5 separate regions of the Mus musculus genome follow, and regions 1, 2, 3 and 5 are each linked to region 4. The links are chromatin contacts, called in public Hi-C, HiChIP or PLAC-seq and promoter capture Hi-C maps. All regions are on one chromosome and are shown on one strand. Each heading gives the region's core, a stretch centred on a gene start, on an enhancer-like site or on the middle of the called end of the contact. The rest is flanking DNA. Distances are from core to core; before and after follow the strand shown.

Evidence for each region. Promoter capture Hi-C pulls out the DNA fragments that hold promoters and counts their contacts. Hi-C and Micro-C count contacts between places; a contact is called where the count stands out from the background. HiChIP or PLAC-seq counts read pairs in DNA pulled down with a chosen protein or histone mark.
Region 1: a contact with region 4 is called in a promoter capture Hi-C map of embryonic stem cells, with 4 times the contacts expected there. The contact joins the promoter of Sh3d21 here to the promoter of Zc3h12a in region 4. A contact is called at or near these places in 3 of 39 promoter capture datasets (embryonic stem cells, hippocampal neurons and liver), 1 of 484 Hi-C or Micro-C datasets (the G1E-ER4 cell line), 2 of 115 datasets of contacts at active chromatin or transcription factors (large pre-B cells and pancreatic cancer cells) and 2 of 9 other capture datasets (embryonic stem cells and liver).
Region 2: a contact with region 4 is called in a Hi-C map of CD4 T cells, with 5 times the contacts expected there. The contact joins the promoter of Ago1 here to the promoter of Zc3h12a in region 4.
Region 3: an H3K27ac HiChIP or PLAC-seq map of bone marrow-derived dendritic cells shows a contact between it and region 4, with 5 times the contacts expected there. The contact joins the promoter of Map7d1 here to the promoter of Zc3h12a in region 4. A contact is called at or near these places in 8 of 39 promoter capture datasets (the 3T3-L1 cell line, 3T3-L1-derived adipocytes, cranial neural crest and 5 more), 1 of 15 datasets of contacts at CTCF or cohesin (large pre-B cells), 10 of 484 Hi-C or Micro-C datasets (B cells, the Ba/F3 cell line, the N1E-115 cell line and 6 more), 5 of 115 datasets of contacts at active chromatin or transcription factors (the NIH/3T3 cell line, bone marrow-derived dendritic cells, large pre-B cells and 2 more) and 1 of 9 other capture datasets (adipose tissue).
Region 5: an H3K27ac HiChIP or PLAC-seq map of bone marrow-derived dendritic cells shows a contact between it and region 4, with 6 times the contacts expected there. The contact joins the promoter of Thrap3 here to the promoter of Zc3h12a in region 4. A contact is called at or near these places in 2 of 39 promoter capture datasets (hippocampal neurons and pre-B cells), 3 of 484 Hi-C or Micro-C datasets (B cells and CD4 T cells) and 8 of 115 datasets of contacts at active chromatin or transcription factors (the 230-238 cell line, bone marrow-derived dendritic cells, double positive thymocytes and 5 more).

Annotation. Positions count from the first base shown.
Region 1 is chr4:126,161,949-126,165,073 of GRCm38.p6, reverse strand. It overlaps Sh3d21 (SH3 domain containing 21), which reads left to right and starts at 1,733. Exons shown (of 16, transcript NM_001162533.1): 1 at 1,733-1,849; 2 at 1,951-2,108; 3 at 2,209-2,272; 4 at 2,503-2,621; 5 at 2,808-2,898; 6 at 3,051-3,106. The coding sequence starts at 1,846. Thrap3 (thyroid hormone receptor associated protein 3) reads left to right here. Exons shown (of 12, transcript NM_001356455.1): 12 at 1-992.
Region 2 is chr4:126,466,748-126,469,943 of GRCm38.p6, reverse strand. Ago1 (argonaute RISC catalytic subunit 1) reads left to right here and starts at 1,361. Exons shown (of 19, transcript NM_153403.3): 1 at 1,361-1,547. The coding sequence starts at 1,523.
Region 3 is chr4:126,254,428-126,257,649 of GRCm38.p6, reverse strand. Map7d1 (MAP7 domain containing 1) reads left to right here and starts at 1,331. Exons shown (of 18, transcript NM_001347198.1): 1 at 1,331-1,633. The coding sequence starts at 1,588.
Region 4 is chr4:125,126,177-125,129,234 of GRCm38.p6, reverse strand. Zc3h12a (zinc finger CCCH type containing 12A) reads left to right here and starts at 1,354. Exons shown (of 6, transcript NM_153159.2): 1 at 1,354-1,468; 2 at 2,153-2,629. The coding sequence starts at 2,187.
Region 5 is chr4:126,201,447-126,204,458 of GRCm38.p6, reverse strand. Thrap3 (thyroid hormone receptor associated protein 3) reads left to right here and starts at 1,749. Exons shown (of 12, transcript NM_001356455.1): 1 at 1,749-1,889.

The DNA.
Region 1 (3,125 bases), core at 484-2,983, 1.0 Mb before region 4:
AATTAGAAACCAAGTTTTCTTCATTGCATTTCATTTGGAACTAAATGGGAATTTGGTTTTCAGTCTCTTCCTGTCCTGAGTTTTATTAAGAAATCCTTTTTTCTTTTTCTTCTTTTTAGGGGATATATAGTAATATTAGTGTAAAGATTTTAATTTGGGCAACTTTGACTCTTAAGAGAAAACAAAGCATGTGAATAAAAATTGAAGTGTTCACCTCAGTTTGGGACCAAACTGCTTGGATCTTGTACAAACCGGTTTTGTATGTTGAGGAGGAGTTTAAGGCCTTTCTGACCACCTCGTGTTCCCCTTTCTACACAGCCATGTATCCCGTGGAGTTGCTCCCAGCCTCCCCATGCACCCTGCTCTGTCTCATTTCTCCTGGGCTGGGCTTCCCATTCTCCACCAGCAGCTCCAGTGTCCCAACCTTTGTAGTCCTGCTGGTCTTCAGCAAGAGGAGTGGAAACTGGAGGGCAGTTTCTGGACGGTTTTCTAAGAAACTTCTGAATTCTATTATCTTTACAAATACAAGATGAGAAAATAATTTTTTCAATATTTTTTATTAATCTTTTTATAAAATGAAAAGAAACGCCTATGATTAAGGATGGTGGTTATGGCTGGGTGGTCTGTGGGGTTGTGTGTTTTTGGGTTTTTCCTTTTTTTTTTCTCTTTAACCTTACGTTTTGGGTTGAAACATTTTCAGATGTTGGGGGGCATCCTCATTAAAGGGTCCTTGTGCTTGCCTTCCGGGGCAGCGGTCCCCAGCAGGTGAACCGCTGCCTGCGCGCATCTGTTGGACGCCGACTGCACCCTCCTCCCTCCCCAGCCTTCGCTCTTGGGTTGTTGTGCATACTTCCCTTTACTTTGCTAATTTCAATAGTTATGTTGGTTTTACTTGAATGATTCATGTTTAGGGGAGAACAAAAAAACACCCTTAAATTTTTGTTTCAACTCCTCCTGCAAATAAAAACAATAAATGAAGTGGCAGATGTAAACGGACTGTGTTTGTTGCTTGTGTGAGTGACCCTGGGTTAATAGGTCCCATAGAATATACCATAGTTTTCGTCTCTGGGAAGAAGGACTTCTTGTTCTCAGTGGAGGCTGTGCATTCTGTGTTTTTGACTCCTCCAAGAACCAAACCTAGCTACCATGCCAGAAGTCAGGACTTTGGCTTCCTTGGTGCTGGGGCAGGGGTCAAGGCTGCAGTGAGCTGGCTCGGCCTTTATATGTTAACCCACAAGGAAGAGGTGAGCCTAGCCCAACTGGTAAACTGGGTGGACCCTAACCTTCAGACTCTTGCCAGCCCTTATTAAAAGTTGATTCTTGCTGCCTTTCCCCAAGGAGAATCTGCAGTAGTTATCAGAAATCCAACTAGGCCCCCAAGTGAGTCGAAGCTTCAGGGGGGGTTGAAGTTTGGAATATACCCGCCATAGCTTTTCAGAGACAGGAGCTAGTATCTCTATCTGGGGCCACTTTCCCAGGAATGGCCCCACCCTGGTATGTACCTCTTCCACCTTCCCCTGCAGCTAAGAACTTGCAAGCCAGAAGAGGGTGGGCCAGGAAATGTTATAAAAGACATAGAGTCTGGCCTAGGTTGGGAGACTTGGCTAAAGTAGAGCTCTTGGGGAAGCTGTTACCCCAGCCCTGGGCTGAGACCCTGGACTCCTCCTTCAAGAATTGGGGCCCAACCTGCTGAGCCAGGCCGCCCACTCCTACTACCTGGATCCTGACCTATGACTCGAGTCTCCGCCTCATCCACATCCAGTCTACCGCCTGGCGGCTTCGCCCGCCCTCCGAGCACCCAATGCCCAGCCTGACGGTCAGGCTGCGCAGGGAGCCCCAGAAGTCATGGGTATGTGTGTGGGGGTTCGGGGTGGGTTCTTCTAAACACTTTCCGAAGGGCAAAGTCCACGGACGTCCCCACAGCCTTTCTTAGCTCGCTTCCGCCCGTAGAGGTCCTGGTCCTGGCCAGATACCGAGCGCAGACGGAGGACGAGCTGAGTCTGGCTCCGGGGGACGTGATCCGGCAGGTGTGCGCGGGGCCCGCTCGGGGCTGGCTGCTTGGGGAGTTGCGGGGCCGCCGCGGTCGCTTCCCCAAGCGCCTGGTGCAGGTGAGGCCTGGTACGGGTATGGCTGCGCGGGGGAGCAGGAGCGGCCCTGGCCTCAGCCTCGGGCCTTGTGCCTAGTGCCGCCCCTATGTGATTTTCCCAGGAGATTCCGGAGGCCCTGCGGGGCGTCACCGAGTCCAGACCGCGCTTTCCGCGCCGTAGTCGCCGTGAGTCGGGCGCTGGGCCGGCGGGTGGGGCCTCACTGCCCGCGTGGAACATGACGGCTGTGGGTGGGGCACCCGCGGCTATTTTGCAGCCCCCTGATTGGCTTGAAGTACAATGCTCCGCTCGAGGGCGGGGCCTGAAGCTACTAAAGGGAGTTCTGGGGTCCAACTCTTCCCCAGTGCTGCAGACGGGGCTCCCTGCTCAGAGCTGCTTCCCTGCTTGTCTGGCCTAGGTCACCCCATCAACTCTCGGGACCCCCAAAGATGGTGCAGAGTGAACTTCAACTACAGCCCAGAGCAGGCAGACGAGCTGACGCTTCAAACTGGGGAGATTTTGGAAGTGATAAAGGAGGTGAGGGGTCCTGGGGGCACTTGGGGAGATGCTGCAGCTATTCACACAGAAGAAAGTGAAGTAAGGGTGGGGGCGATGGGAAGGGAGGCAGCTGGGGAGGATGTAGTCCTTGGGTAGAACCAAGGATGGACACCTCAGTTACTCTTGGACAGAACCAGATGCTCCCGCATCCTTCCCCTTCCCCAGATTGAGGACGGCTGGTGGCTGGGAGAGAAGAACGGGCAGTTGGGAGCCTTCCCATCCAACTTTGTGGAATTGCTGGACAGTGGGCCCCCAAGTGAGACCGTGACCCTGTGATCCCCTGGGACCAGACTCAGCAATCTTCAGCGATCTTCCCAGTGACCCTCCTGACCTCGTGACCCCTTTGGCCCCCTCCCTTGACCTAGCTAAATTAGCACCTCCCTAACACCATCGATTCTTCTTCTGCAGGCCTTGGAAATACAGACATACCGCCAATTACCCCAAATTCACAGAGGCCTCCTAAGGTAAATTGGGTCATGGTGG
Region 2 (3,196 bases), core at 112-2,611, 1.3 Mb before region 4:
GTGCGTGCGTTTGTGTGTGTGTGTGTGTGTGTGTGTGTGTGTAAGTTACGTTTGAGCTGGGTCTCTCTGTAATTACCCCATCAGTGCAGCAGACCAAATGAGAAGGTTATGTGAGACGATCAAGGAATTAGCTGTGGTGCTTCTGGCAAGGTAAGAAAAGGGTACCCACACTAGAGACTATGAGAATGACAGGGAATGCTTTGAGAGCACTTCATAAGGTAAGCATGTCAAGACACAGTTGAATATAGCAAATAGACAAGGGAGACAGGAGCTGATATTTTTGGCATGGAGATGCAGTTCACTGAGACAGGACAAATATATGTATTTTGTAGGGGAAAAAGAAAGGGTTAGGTTTGGACTTAAGTTTGAATTGTTAGATCCAGCTGGAGCTGTCCAGCAGACAGTAGGAAATATGAAGCTGCAACATGGTAACGTATAGATATTTGGGCATTAAAAGTGGATGAAGCTGTGAAGAGGCAAGGGGAGAGTAGAATATAAAATTCAGGTCACTACAGTGAACAAAACAAGAGGAGCCACTGAAGAAAGCTCTTCAGGACAGACATTAGGAGACTTAAGAAAATGTGAAAGCCAAGGAAAGTCTTTTTTTTTTTTAATTTTTAAGAAGAGATATAGTTTCAGATGCTGCAGGGAAATAATAGGAAATTAGCCTTTGGGGTTTGACACAAAACGTCATTAAGAGATTTGGTAGGAGCAAACGTTCTGCAGACGAAAAAGTGGAGGCAGGTGCTTCCTGCAGATAGAGAGCTCTGTCAGTGTCAAAACTGTTACACCGGCCAGAATAGGCAAGGTTTCTAACACATTTGTGGTCTCAGCGCCAGGCACGCAGCCTGGAAGGGTGGGTGGCATTAATGAGATCAGCGACTAGGGACACAGAAAGACTGACTTAGCAGAGGCAGTCAAGACTTAAGGGTGAGGGTGATTGGGAGAGGTGGGAGGCAGGGCCTTTGAGTGATTGGGTGTTGGAGGGGGAGAGGGTCGGGGAATGGGTGGGAGCCAGGCTCTGTGTTGATAGCGGGGCTGTGGATAGGTTTCCAGAGATCTGTTTAGGGAAAAGACAGGGCCCCAGGCTGCAGCCGGGGAAGGGGTGTCGCCCAGCCCCTCCCCTCTTACGCCACTGCGCGGCTCCGCCACTGGAGCCCTCCCGCCAGGCTGCACGGCTACGAGTGGCCGCCAGAGGCCGCTGCACGGTCCCCGCGCCCCCGCCCCTCTCCATTGGCCTTTGTTGCCGTCGAGCGCCCCGCTTGACTCGTTCCCGTCCGCCCCATGGGCCCATCGGTCGCGCCTGCGCACTGGCAGCTACTCGGGCGCTAGCAGGGGGAGCTGCTGCAGGCTCCGCGGCGGCGGCAACGGAGGCTGCGGGGGCGACAGCGCGAGCGGCCGGGCTTCGGGGGGGAGCCGAGCCCGGCCCGGGAGCCCGAGCAGTGCAAGTGCGAGGTACCTAGGCCCCTCACGCTGGACTCCTCAGTCTCCCGGCCGCCTGTCCTCCGCACGGGTATATGGGATGGAAGCGGGACCCTCGGGAGCAGGTAAGGGCCCTCGGGGACTGGGAGCAGTGTGTATTCCAAAGCCCTATAGGCTCTCGCGGCATAGAGCATGGTTGCAGAGTGAGGAGAGGGGCTCTCAGGGGATGGGGGGCCCATTTTGAAGGGGGTTGTATGCAGTTCCGGCTGAGAACCATGTGAAGATCTGAGACCCGGGCTGTTTGTCCTAGGAAGCAGTATACTGTCCCGAGGGTGAGAAGTAACCTGGGAGAAGGGCCTGAATGCACGGTGTCCTTCCGTGAGGTCTGGGGAGGCCTATGGGGAGGCCCGGCAGGTGGCAGGGGGGCGGGCTCCAGGTGTCCTGGAGAGGAGGGGGGCGACACAGATGGGCCTGGAACTACCGCCTGTCGGGGGGCGGGGGCTCGGCCGTGCTGGGCTGGGCTAAGCTAATGTCTCTGGGGAGTAGGCGCCGGGGCTGGCCTCTGAGCTCCGCCCAGCTGGGCCTGAAGCGGGGGTGAGGGTCAGGGGGCGGTGGGTGGGGATTTAGACCAGGGATTTCCCCCCTTAGATTGGGGACTTGAGTGGTGGCGCGGGAGCATGCGCGGAGGTACCAGCCTGAAGGGCTGCCCTATGTGGTGGGGGCGTGGCTGTTGGAGTATCCCTCCTGTGCCCCTGGGTTTAGGAGGAGTGTGCAGTCTCGCAGATTCTGTTTGCGTAGTACAAATGGGAATTGCCTTCTGTCTTGGGGGAAGGGTGGGGGGCGGTCTCTGACACTTGGTCCTTAAACCCCGGAGTAGCAGTTTGTCAAAGAAAGGGTCGAGGTCAACTGCCAGAGTGCATTTTCTGCTGCATGAGGATGGACGGGGACCAAAGCCTTGCTTTATGAGCTACTTCTCTCAGAAGATAGGCCTTAGGAAAGTGTTGGTCACTGAGAAACTAGGCCCACATGTTTTTCAAGTTTCTAGACCACTCCTGAGAAGAGATGGGAGCTTTTAATCTGAAGATAGTGCCCTCCTTTTCCATGAATTGACTCTATATCACAATATAATCTCTCTATATACCTGTGCCTCCTGTTTCCTAGTGGATCTTTTCCCACGTCAGGAGCATGTCATTAGACTCAAAGCTGCCAAGCTTGTCTGCCTGATAGAAACAAGTTGTTAGGCAGACACACTGGTGGCGCACGCCTTTAATCCCAGCGCTGGGGAGGCAGAGGCAGGCAGATGAATGAATTCAAGGTCAGCCTTGTCTACAGAGCGAGTCCCAGGACAGTGTCTCCAAAAAACAAACAAACAAACAAACAAAAACAACAACAACAAAAAGAAAACCAAAGAGGGGAGAGAAGAGGGAGAGAGAGAAGAAAAAAGAAGCAAGATGTTGGGGGTGGGGCAGCATTGACCTGATAATAGCTCTAACTTACTTTTCCTATTTAGAGGATACACACACACACACACACAAGGAGGAACTGATCTGTAATGTGTACTGATTGTATTTTCCCAAACACAGATAGCCTTGTTAGGTAGAGTGTAAATCCTTATTTTCTAGGTTGGAAACTACTACCAACAAACCCGGGGACTATAGAGTAGGACCCACGTCCAGACAGACTGACGAAAGCTTATGTCCTGAATTGCTAATGGTTTTATCCTGACGAGTGTCTGATGGGTTCTGGGGTGATGAAGAAAGGGGGCTTGTTTGTT
Region 3 (3,222 bases), core at 82-2,581, 1.1 Mb before region 4:
TTATCAACTTTAGAGTTTCAGGAGACGTGTCACTCTCGTTGCTGGCCTTTAGCACCATCCTTTTCTAAAGTCACTCAGCCTCCACCTCGGGCGAATCTTCCCTCCCCCCTCCCCCCAGGGTTCAAAGCGCCAGTTACTTACTACTGGGATAGAAACTGCTGCTAGGTTGCCTGAAACTTCTCCCTTTCCCTGAATCGTACTCCCTGCCCTCTCCCTTGGAATGACTGTTCTGTGGAGGTGCTCTAAGGAAGGAGGGTCCAGTGGTTAGGAAGGGGAAGGAGAGACAGGGAGACAGTGCCTCCCTGGCCCTAATCTGTGGACAACTAGAGAAATGACCTCCAGGTCAGGACAAAGAGCAGGGCTAGGATAGGCAGAGCCCAGCGGCCCCTCCTTCCTCCCTCCAGTCTGGTCCTCTCTGCACCAGTACCTCTACTATCGATCCACCTTCCCAGCAAGCTCCCTGCACCCTGTCCGAAGCCAAGCCCGACTTGGCTCGAAGCCCTCACCTCAGCGGGCGGGCATTGAAACAGGAGATAGGAGAGCCCACTCCAGAGCCCCGAGTATTTTCGGGGAGGAGGGTGAAGTGAGGCTTACTACTCTTTATCGCGACGAGCCGTAGGAAAGAAAAATCCTTCTGGAGAGATGTGGGGGCGGGGGATGGGGGTCTTCTGATGAAGGTAGGGGAGGCTCTAGGCTAGGACCACCCAGTTTGGATCAGGGAGGGCCCCAGCAGATTAGAGACCTGAGTAAAGCGCCTTACAGGGTTGTAATTACTCCCAGAGAAACAGAGAAGACACCAACCCTAGGGTGCAAGAGGAAAAGCGCCTTCGCAGCCATCACCAGAAAAGAGAAAGGATAGCCCTTTTAGGAGTCTCCATGAGACCGTTCTTCAGGCGTTGCAACGCCCCCCCCCCAATAAAGATTTTTGTCTGAGGCAGGCTTGGGAGAGAATTTAGACTGCACGCTAGAGCCTCCAGCATCCAGAGAGAGAATAGGGGATCCTAACCCAGCACCCCACTCCCCTAGTCCCAGCGGCCGGTGAGTCACCCGAGAGCTCCCTACATAGTCTTCAGGCGCGCGGCACGTACCAACGCGCGGCCGCAGGGGGAGTCAGTGTGGCCAGCAGCGTGCCCCCAGCTCGGCGTCCGCCCTGCGGCGACCACAGAAGGAGCATCGTGAAGTTCCGGGAGCTGCATCGCAGGGCGGTGTCGGAGCCCTCTGGTTGTGCCCGTGGTGGCTCCGTACTCCATCACTGCGGGGGCGGTCATCCCCCGCGCACTTGGTACATTCGGAGAGGCCAGGCCCAGCCCGGGCGGTACAATAGGGTTGGGCCGCGACCAGGACTGGGCCGGCGCGGGGCAAAGGAGCAGAATCGCGGTCGCGGAGGACCGACCTCGGGTAGCTGGCTACTCAGAGCTTCGTTAGCCACCGGCCTCTACCTCTCCCACTCGGAACGCCGCCGCCTCTGGGTCTTTGCCCGCTGGGCGGGCCGGGCGGGATGCGCCGCGGGACCCTGGTCCTGGCCTCCGGCCGTCGCCGCCGTCGCGGCTGAGACCCTCCCCCAAAACCTCCAGTGACGCCGCAGCCATGGAGAGTGGCCCGCGTGTGGAGCCCGGCCCGGGCGCACCCGCAGGTAAGCCGGGAGCCACACAAGAGCGAGCCCGGAGGGGGACCGAGTAGCCGCAGGGCGGCCGAGGATGAGGCTGGCGGCTGGGCGGGGACCCCTCCCCCCCGCGCCCTCTGACCACTTAGAAGTTTAAAAATAAAGGCTGTGGCCGCTGCCGAGGCTCCGGGCCACGGACGCATCTTCTGACAGCTGCCTCCTCCCCCCAACCTCCGCGCCGGGAAGCACGGGGCATCGGGATCCGTGGGAACCCGGCTAGGGATTCGATGGGGTGACCCTTCTGCCGCAGCCTGGTGCTATCCTCTCGTCCCCACCCCCACTCTCCTTCGAGATCCACCCCAGACTCTGAAGATCCTCTTTTACTGAGCTGGAGCTACTGTCTTCTCCATCCTCCGCGGGCACGTGTGACCTTAGTCTTAATATGTGTGTTAGGGTACCAGATTCTCAGGTCTGGAACTATGCATACCGAAGCTAGGCCCTCGTACCCCCACGCCCAGGCCCTGGCCCAGACCTCGCCCCCACCCCATCCGTCCAGCTGCCGCGCAAAGGGCCTGTTGCTGTTGTGGGCCGACCAGGAGGGGAGGGAGACGAGGGGGAGGTCTTTAGCGGTGGCTGCCAAGTAACCCGCCGGATAAAGGCGAGGGGGAGGGGGAGGCGGTATTGTTTGGGGCGCGGGTGGGAGCTGGGGAGTGGGCCGCCTTCCCAAAAGCCAGGCCTACTTCAGAGCCCACCCAGTCTGATTTGGGACAGGAGTGACAGAGGTCTGCCGGCACCACGTCACTTCTTTGGGCCGGACTCTGTAGAATGAGGTGACCGCTCAAGGATGGCACTCCCTACATGCCACATCATTCCCTCAGACTGAGGGTTTTTGGATGCTTTACACACACACACACACACACACACACACACAGAGTCTCAATGCCCTAGACCACCAAAGCTCTCCTTTCCACCCCTCACCCCACCAACCACCAGTGTTCTGGACTTCTGCAAACCCCATTCTATCTGGGAGCAGCTGACGAGGGGGTGGGGACAGAATTCTGGTTGGGCCCCGTGTTGGAGGGAGGACTCTTTCTTCCTGGAAGGGGAGGGAAAAGCTTGATTACTGAGGACCCAAGTCCTGATCCACTCACACAGTCATCCCCACATTTCCAGAGAGTTCCCAGCCTAATCCTGTCACCTCCCTGCCCCCTGGGGTGTGGAGCCCCGGATTGAGAGCATCTATAGGGGTGGAGAGCACCCAGGATGAGGTGGGGGCTGCTTGGCTGTGGGTGGGCTCCTCCCTGTGTCTTCGTGGTGCTTGGTGGGGATCTATGACATGTAGGTGGAGATTGGTGGGCTTCTGGAGGTTTACAGACTGTGCTGGCAACGAGGGTGGTCCAGTTTGTCTTGGTTCCACGGAGCCTGAGAGGGGACACCTAGGGAGGCCCAGCCTGGTCTAGCCATCTGCTTACTGGTATTTTGCACCTGAGAGTTCATGGCACTGGGGTGTGCACGAGAGCCCAAATGAGGGCAGGGACACAGCCTTAGCCGGGGCTGGTTTATAATTAGGGCACTTGGATGAGTGGCCCAGACTGTGTATGGGGGCAGGGGTGGGATGC
Region 4 (3,058 bases), core at 105-2,604:
CCAATGTCCTTAGAAGACAACTGCATTTGCTTAGACAGGTGAGATATGACTGAAGTATTGACACACAGTAATTAATTCTTACTTTTGAGTGTTTTGGCTTCCTGAGCCTCAGTTTCCCTATATGCAAGCATGCTGGTGACATAATAGACTTTGTCTTCCTGTGTGCAGGTCCTGGGTTCCCTTTCTCCCTCTCCTGGGCACCTCTCTCTTCTCTAGCACACACACATGCATTCGTGCATGCATGCAGGCACACTGACAGCCAGGCTCCCTTCCCTCTGCCCTGAGTCACTAGTGTCCCCCAGAATGCTCATAGTGGTCCCTGGTGCTACAGAGTGGGAGCTCCTATTTTTTTTTTCCAAGACAGGGTTTCTCTGTGTAGCCCTGGCTGTCCTGGAACTCACTCTGTAGACCAGACTGGCCTTGAACTCAGAAATCCTCCTGCCTCTGCCTCCCAAGTGCTGGGATTAAAGGTGTGCGCCACCACACCCAGCTGGGACCTCCTATCTTGATCTACATGGCTGAGGCCCTTCAGCTTTTTCCTGCATTTCTCAGAGGTAAATGGAGCAAGCATGATAACTCACACCTATAACCTCAGCACACAGGATCCTGATGGATGGGGCCACTGGGCTGTTTGAGGCCGGCATGGGTTACATAGCTTGACCTTGTGTCAGAAAGAACAACAAAAGCCAAAGAAAACAGAAGGTCCCTGAGCACAAGGATCTGTCCAATATCTAAGCCCCAGGATGATAATGTACAGGGCTGTGCTCGACTGAGGGATCTTGACCTCTTGAGGATAAGGGACAAGATGAGTTTTTGCAGTCTGCTTGATAGCATTCTTCACGGACTCTCCCATGGCGATTGGTGTCAATGTCCCTCCTTTTCCTGGCATTTCCTCCACCACTATGCAACTTGTGGTGGTGGAGCCCTCCTGTCTTGGGAAGGTATTTACTTCAAGAAAAGTGTCCCTGGTCCTGAGTGTGACTCTATCGCTGAACAGGCTTCAGTTCACAACCTATGTGACTGAACTGGAGTGGCCGGATCTCTGCCGGCTGTGGCCTCAACTTGTGCAACTAGAAACCTGGACCAAGCCGGTGGACGTGTCAAGTTGTTGAAGTGAACCTGCGAGGCCGTTCTATTCCGGTTTTGCATGGTGCACGGAACCTGCTTCTGCAGAGCCGGCGTTAAGCAGTCGGGTGGTACAAGCCTGGAGCCGCCCAGACTTCGTGTGGCCAGGGGCGTGGCTAGAGATGCTGGGGCGGGACTTGTTCAGAAACGGGGCGGAGCCGGCTCCGACCTACCGTGGGGCGGGGCAGGAGGGAGGCGGAGCAGGAAGGGGCGGCGGCCCTGCCCGGCTTCCGCGTCATTGCCCTTAAAGCACCTGCCCGCCTGTCGCGGCTACGAAGGTGCCGTCAGAGCCCGAGACTCGGCTCCATGGACACCTTACAGACGACGTCCGGCGCTCAGCGGGGTGAGTGCTACCGGGTGGAACGGGTGCTGCGCTGCGTTGGGTCTGACTCCGGGAGGGTCGCGCGCGGGCAGTGTCTCCATCGCTGGGACCCCGCTGAGTTCACCCTGGTGCGTGGAACGGGGTGTCTTGGGGCACCCGGCGTTCTCCGGGCTCTAGCCAGGACCTCCTCGCGTCACCGGGCCCGGTAGCCAACCAGAGTCGCCCAGCAACTTTTCTCTCCGTGGGTCACCCCGGAAACTTGTCCTTCCCAGAATAGAACTCTGTCCCTGAGCCGAAGTATGAGACTCGGAGACGAAGGCGGTGGCCACAATGGGGAAGCCCCTGGGTCCCCTGCGCACTTCCAGCCCCAGTTTCCTTCTGAGAGCCCCGCCCCTGCCTCTTGGGTCCCTTGGGTTGGCATGGAACAGAACGGGGTTTGGGGGTGGAGTCAGACCAAGTTCAAATGTTTGTATCACAAACTTTGAGTTGATGATCTTGAGTAAACGCTTACTGCCTGTGCCTCGGTCTCCCTCTTGTAAAAATAACTAATGCTGAGAGCTCTTTGAGAGCACAGCGTGGGCTGACACGTGAGAATGGCTTTGAATAGCGTCTTCTCAGTTCGTGTTGCCCCATTCTGTGGAAGAGAGTCTGAAAGAGACCTATATTGGGCATTGCTTGCCCTTAACCCTGTGGTCTGGTCAATAGGAGCTGTGATGGACACATTCCAAGAATGTGAAATATGAGTGACCCTTGTGGAACGAAGCCTGTCCAAGAATCCAACCCCACCATGAGTCTGTGGAGTCTTGAGGACAGACACAGCAGCCAGGGTCGACCTCAGCCAGACCAGGATCCTGTGGCTAAAGAGGCCCCTACTTCCGAGCTGCAGATGAAGGTGGACTTTTTCCGTAAACTGGGGTACTCGTCCTCTGAGATCCACAGTGTCCTGCAGAAGCTGGGAGTCCAAGCAGACACCAACACGGTGCTAGGGGAATTGGTGAAGCATGGCTCAGCTACTGAACGAGAATGCCAGGCCCTGACGGCCCCCAGCCCCCAGCCCCCTCTGGTGCCCCGGGGTGGAAGCACCCCCAAGCCTTCCACTCTAGAACCCTCACTCCCAGAGGAGGACAGAGAGGGCAGCGACCTGAGACCTGTGGTCATCGACGGAAGCAATGTGGCCATGAGGTATGTGTGGAGACCTGTGGAATAGTGTCTGTAGCTCTTCCTTTGGGAAGGGGGCTTGGCTTTTCTCTTGGACTGGTGAAGGAACACAAAAGCTGTCTGTGAGATCCCACCATGTGCCAGAAGGAACCCCTTAAGCCTTAAAGACTTCCTCAGGGCTGTTTCTCCAATGCTATAAGAAGGAAAACAGCTCAAATCCTTGCCAAGAGTCACACTTCTTGATAAATGAGAAGCAAAGATTCAAACCCAGCCTTCTTTGCCTGGAGTGTACCTTGTGCCATGGTCTATCCTTGCCTACGGCATGAGGCAGGACAGTATAAGGGATTAACCCGTGGGCCAGTCACTTAGCCAGTTGGGCTTTTTCTTCTCCTGTCAAACTTTCCACTCAGGTGGCCCCTGTGGGGAGAAAATTCATAGAACGTGGAGAGTTAC
Region 5 (3,012 bases), core at 500-2,999, 1.1 Mb before region 4:
CTGGGCAGCACACCTAAGGAACTGTCTAAATGGCGGCAACTGCTTTCCCACCTCAGCCATCACGAAGTACCACCACAGCTGGGGCATCAAGTCTCCAGTGTCCGTCAGGTCAAAGCCGCCTGCAGCTGGGAAGGTCTTCCTGTTCTAATCCATGGGCTCAATACAGGAAAGAGGGTGGGGGAAAGCCACCAATCCCTGAGCTCCCCAAGTTCAGGACTTGAGATCCCACCAATCCTTACTCCGGAAATCTCTGCATGCCCTGAAAAGCCCCGCCTCCGAATAAATCCTATATATATAACCCCTGTCCTTCGTTCACTTGCCAGGAGCAGAAACAGCCACTACTCTTCGAGTCTTTGTTCTGTACCCCAAACCCTCCCAATAAATCTGCTTTATGAGATTTGCTGCCTGGTATGGCTTTCTCATTGGAAGAAGCTAAGAAGAAAAGAAGCCATGAAGAGAAGAAGAGAAGAAAGATCAGGGCTGAGGCTCCCGAGCTGCAATGCCTCTGCTGAAGAGGCTTCCTCTCAGAGCGTAGCGGTTCCTGGGCCTTCCGAATCCCTGGATACCCTTCCTTCCATCTGAACAGGAACAGTTTCAATAGCTACAGCAGTACAGTAGCTCGTAAATGCATGACAGAAAAGGTGACGTTTGAACGCTTACATGTGCAGGATTCACTAAGGCAAGCAAGTGCAGAGAAAACCAAACTGCTCTAAAAAACCTTAGTGACCATGTGAGAAACAGCCTCGTAGTGACTTAACATCTGTAAGCTCAGCAGTCATGAATGAGGCTGAGACGAAAAGGCTGCCTTGAGTTTAGGGGACGGCCTGTGCTACCCGGTGATTTCCAGGACAGCTTGGCATACAACGGGAGATTCTGTTCTAAAAATTAAAGTTAACAAAAAACAAAAAAAAACAAAAAACAAAAACCAAGGAGAAAACACAAATCCCAGGGTTTCACTTTCCAGGACATTTGTGGTTCCACAGGTACTAATATACTTCCTGGGCCCATGTTCTTAAAAAACTTCTCTGGGCCAAGTTTGAGGCCAGCCTGCTCTACCTAGAGTATTTCAGTATACCGAGAACCCTGTCTAGAATCCCCGCTCCCCATGAAAAAAATCCCCAAACTAAAAACCTCTTTGGGCTCTTATTGCCATTAAATGGGACAGGAGGTGGCTGTAGGAGAGACCGAGATCCAACGGACTTCTGGGTCCCCTGAGATCACACTATCAAAACAACTCTTCTCCATTTTGCGTTGCGTTTTCTGGGTTCCGGGTGATCAAGTGCCTTCCTTTGTCGGGGACCTCCCAACAACTCTGTGAGGTACAAATTATGAGCCTCACTTTATACAACGATCTGTTCAAGGTCAGAAAGCAGGGGAAGGGTAAGGCACAGAACGAATGCCAAGAGGCCTGATGGCCACCAAACTAGAGACTTTCCGGGGACGTAAGCAGAAGACGAGTGGGTGGGGCTCGGGCCCTCCCTCAGTCCCCCGGAGAGGCCTCTCCAAAATGGTGGGGGCAGTGGCGTCAGCAACGCCCGGGCCCCTTCCGTCCACCTCCCTCCCTCTTCCTCAGGCCACCCAGGCGGGAGCGGGGGGAGGGGGGAACGGAGGCGCAACGCAGTCGCCCACGTGACCGCCGATCTTCGGGCGCGTGACGCAAAGCGGCGGGCCCAACGCTCGCTCTGCCTTGTGGGAAATAGAGTTCGAGAGGACGTCCGGTGAGTCAGGAGAGAGAAACCTAGGACTACATTTCCCAGGAGGTAGCGGAGCGAGGCGGTAGCCGCCGTCGTCGGAGAGCGGGGACGCGGGGCGCGCTAGCGGGCGGGGGCGAGCTTCGGGCCGGTTGTGCCGTTGCGAGATTGCAGCTGTAGTCGCTCCGGCCGGTCAAGGTGAGTGGACGCAGTTGATGGGAGTGAGGACAGCTCAGCTAATCTCTGTGTGTTGGGGTTTTCCTCTTTTCTGGGCGCCGGCTGGGCCCCGGCGAGGGTTAGGCCTAGCGTGCGGCGGCTTCCTCCACGCTCGGCCCGGGCCTGCTCCGAGCGGGCCCTGCTCCATCGGCTCCTCCCCCTCCCCGCCCTTCTCCGCTTCCCTCCGCTCCGGCCTAGTTCTCCGGGCTCCGGCCGCCTTCTCTCTGAAACAGCTTGCACACTTCTGTGCACTGTGCGGGAACGACGGCTTCCACCAACTCCATCTCCCCCCCGCCCCCCAAATCCTGTTTTACGAACCTCGTTATTTGAATTTTTTTTTTCCGGGAACTCTTGCACGCCCTTCCCCCACCAGTCTCCATTGGCCTGGTTCTGTCTTCTAGGGCCCATGTGGCTGCTAGCACACTAAATGTTAGTACTTCTTCTGTGTTTGTTTTTTTTTTAAACTTGTTTGTTCTTTTGTTTTGTTTTCTTCCTCTCTTGGCCAAAAGAGGCCTATTCCAAGTTTATTTCCTATCGGAAAAATAGTTCCCACTTTCTTCCTTTGGTTGCAAGTGAGGCCGACTTGCGTTCCTTCGGTGATTGGCGTGTGCCCTGCTGGTGAGAAGCAGTTGTGTCCCACACTTAAACAACTTTTCTCTTATTTTCTTTGCTCTTGTGATTCTTAATGGGTGGAGCGTGGCGGCGGTAGTTGGCGGCAACATTGGTGGCCCAGAAGTTGGAAGCCATCGGTGAGAGTCCTATGTTAACGAGGAGCTTGCTAATTGGATAGAAACAATATGGCAAGGACGTTATAGGACAGAGCCAAGAAAGACGGCTTTATCAGCTTTTGCGTTTAAATTTCAGTTTTTACTTTAACGTACTTAAGTTTTTTTGTTTTTTTTTTTCTTTTTCTAAAATGGCAGTGCACAACCCTGGCTACCTTTAGTGTAAATATTCAACGAAATTCACTGACGGTTAACCCCTTGTTACCGGGTATGGGAGTTTTCGATTGTGGGTCCTAAGTCGAAAGGCATGTATCCAACTGTCTTTTTTCAGATCTTTCCTAGTTTTGTTTGTGGAAATACTGTCCGTGTGTAGTCAATCC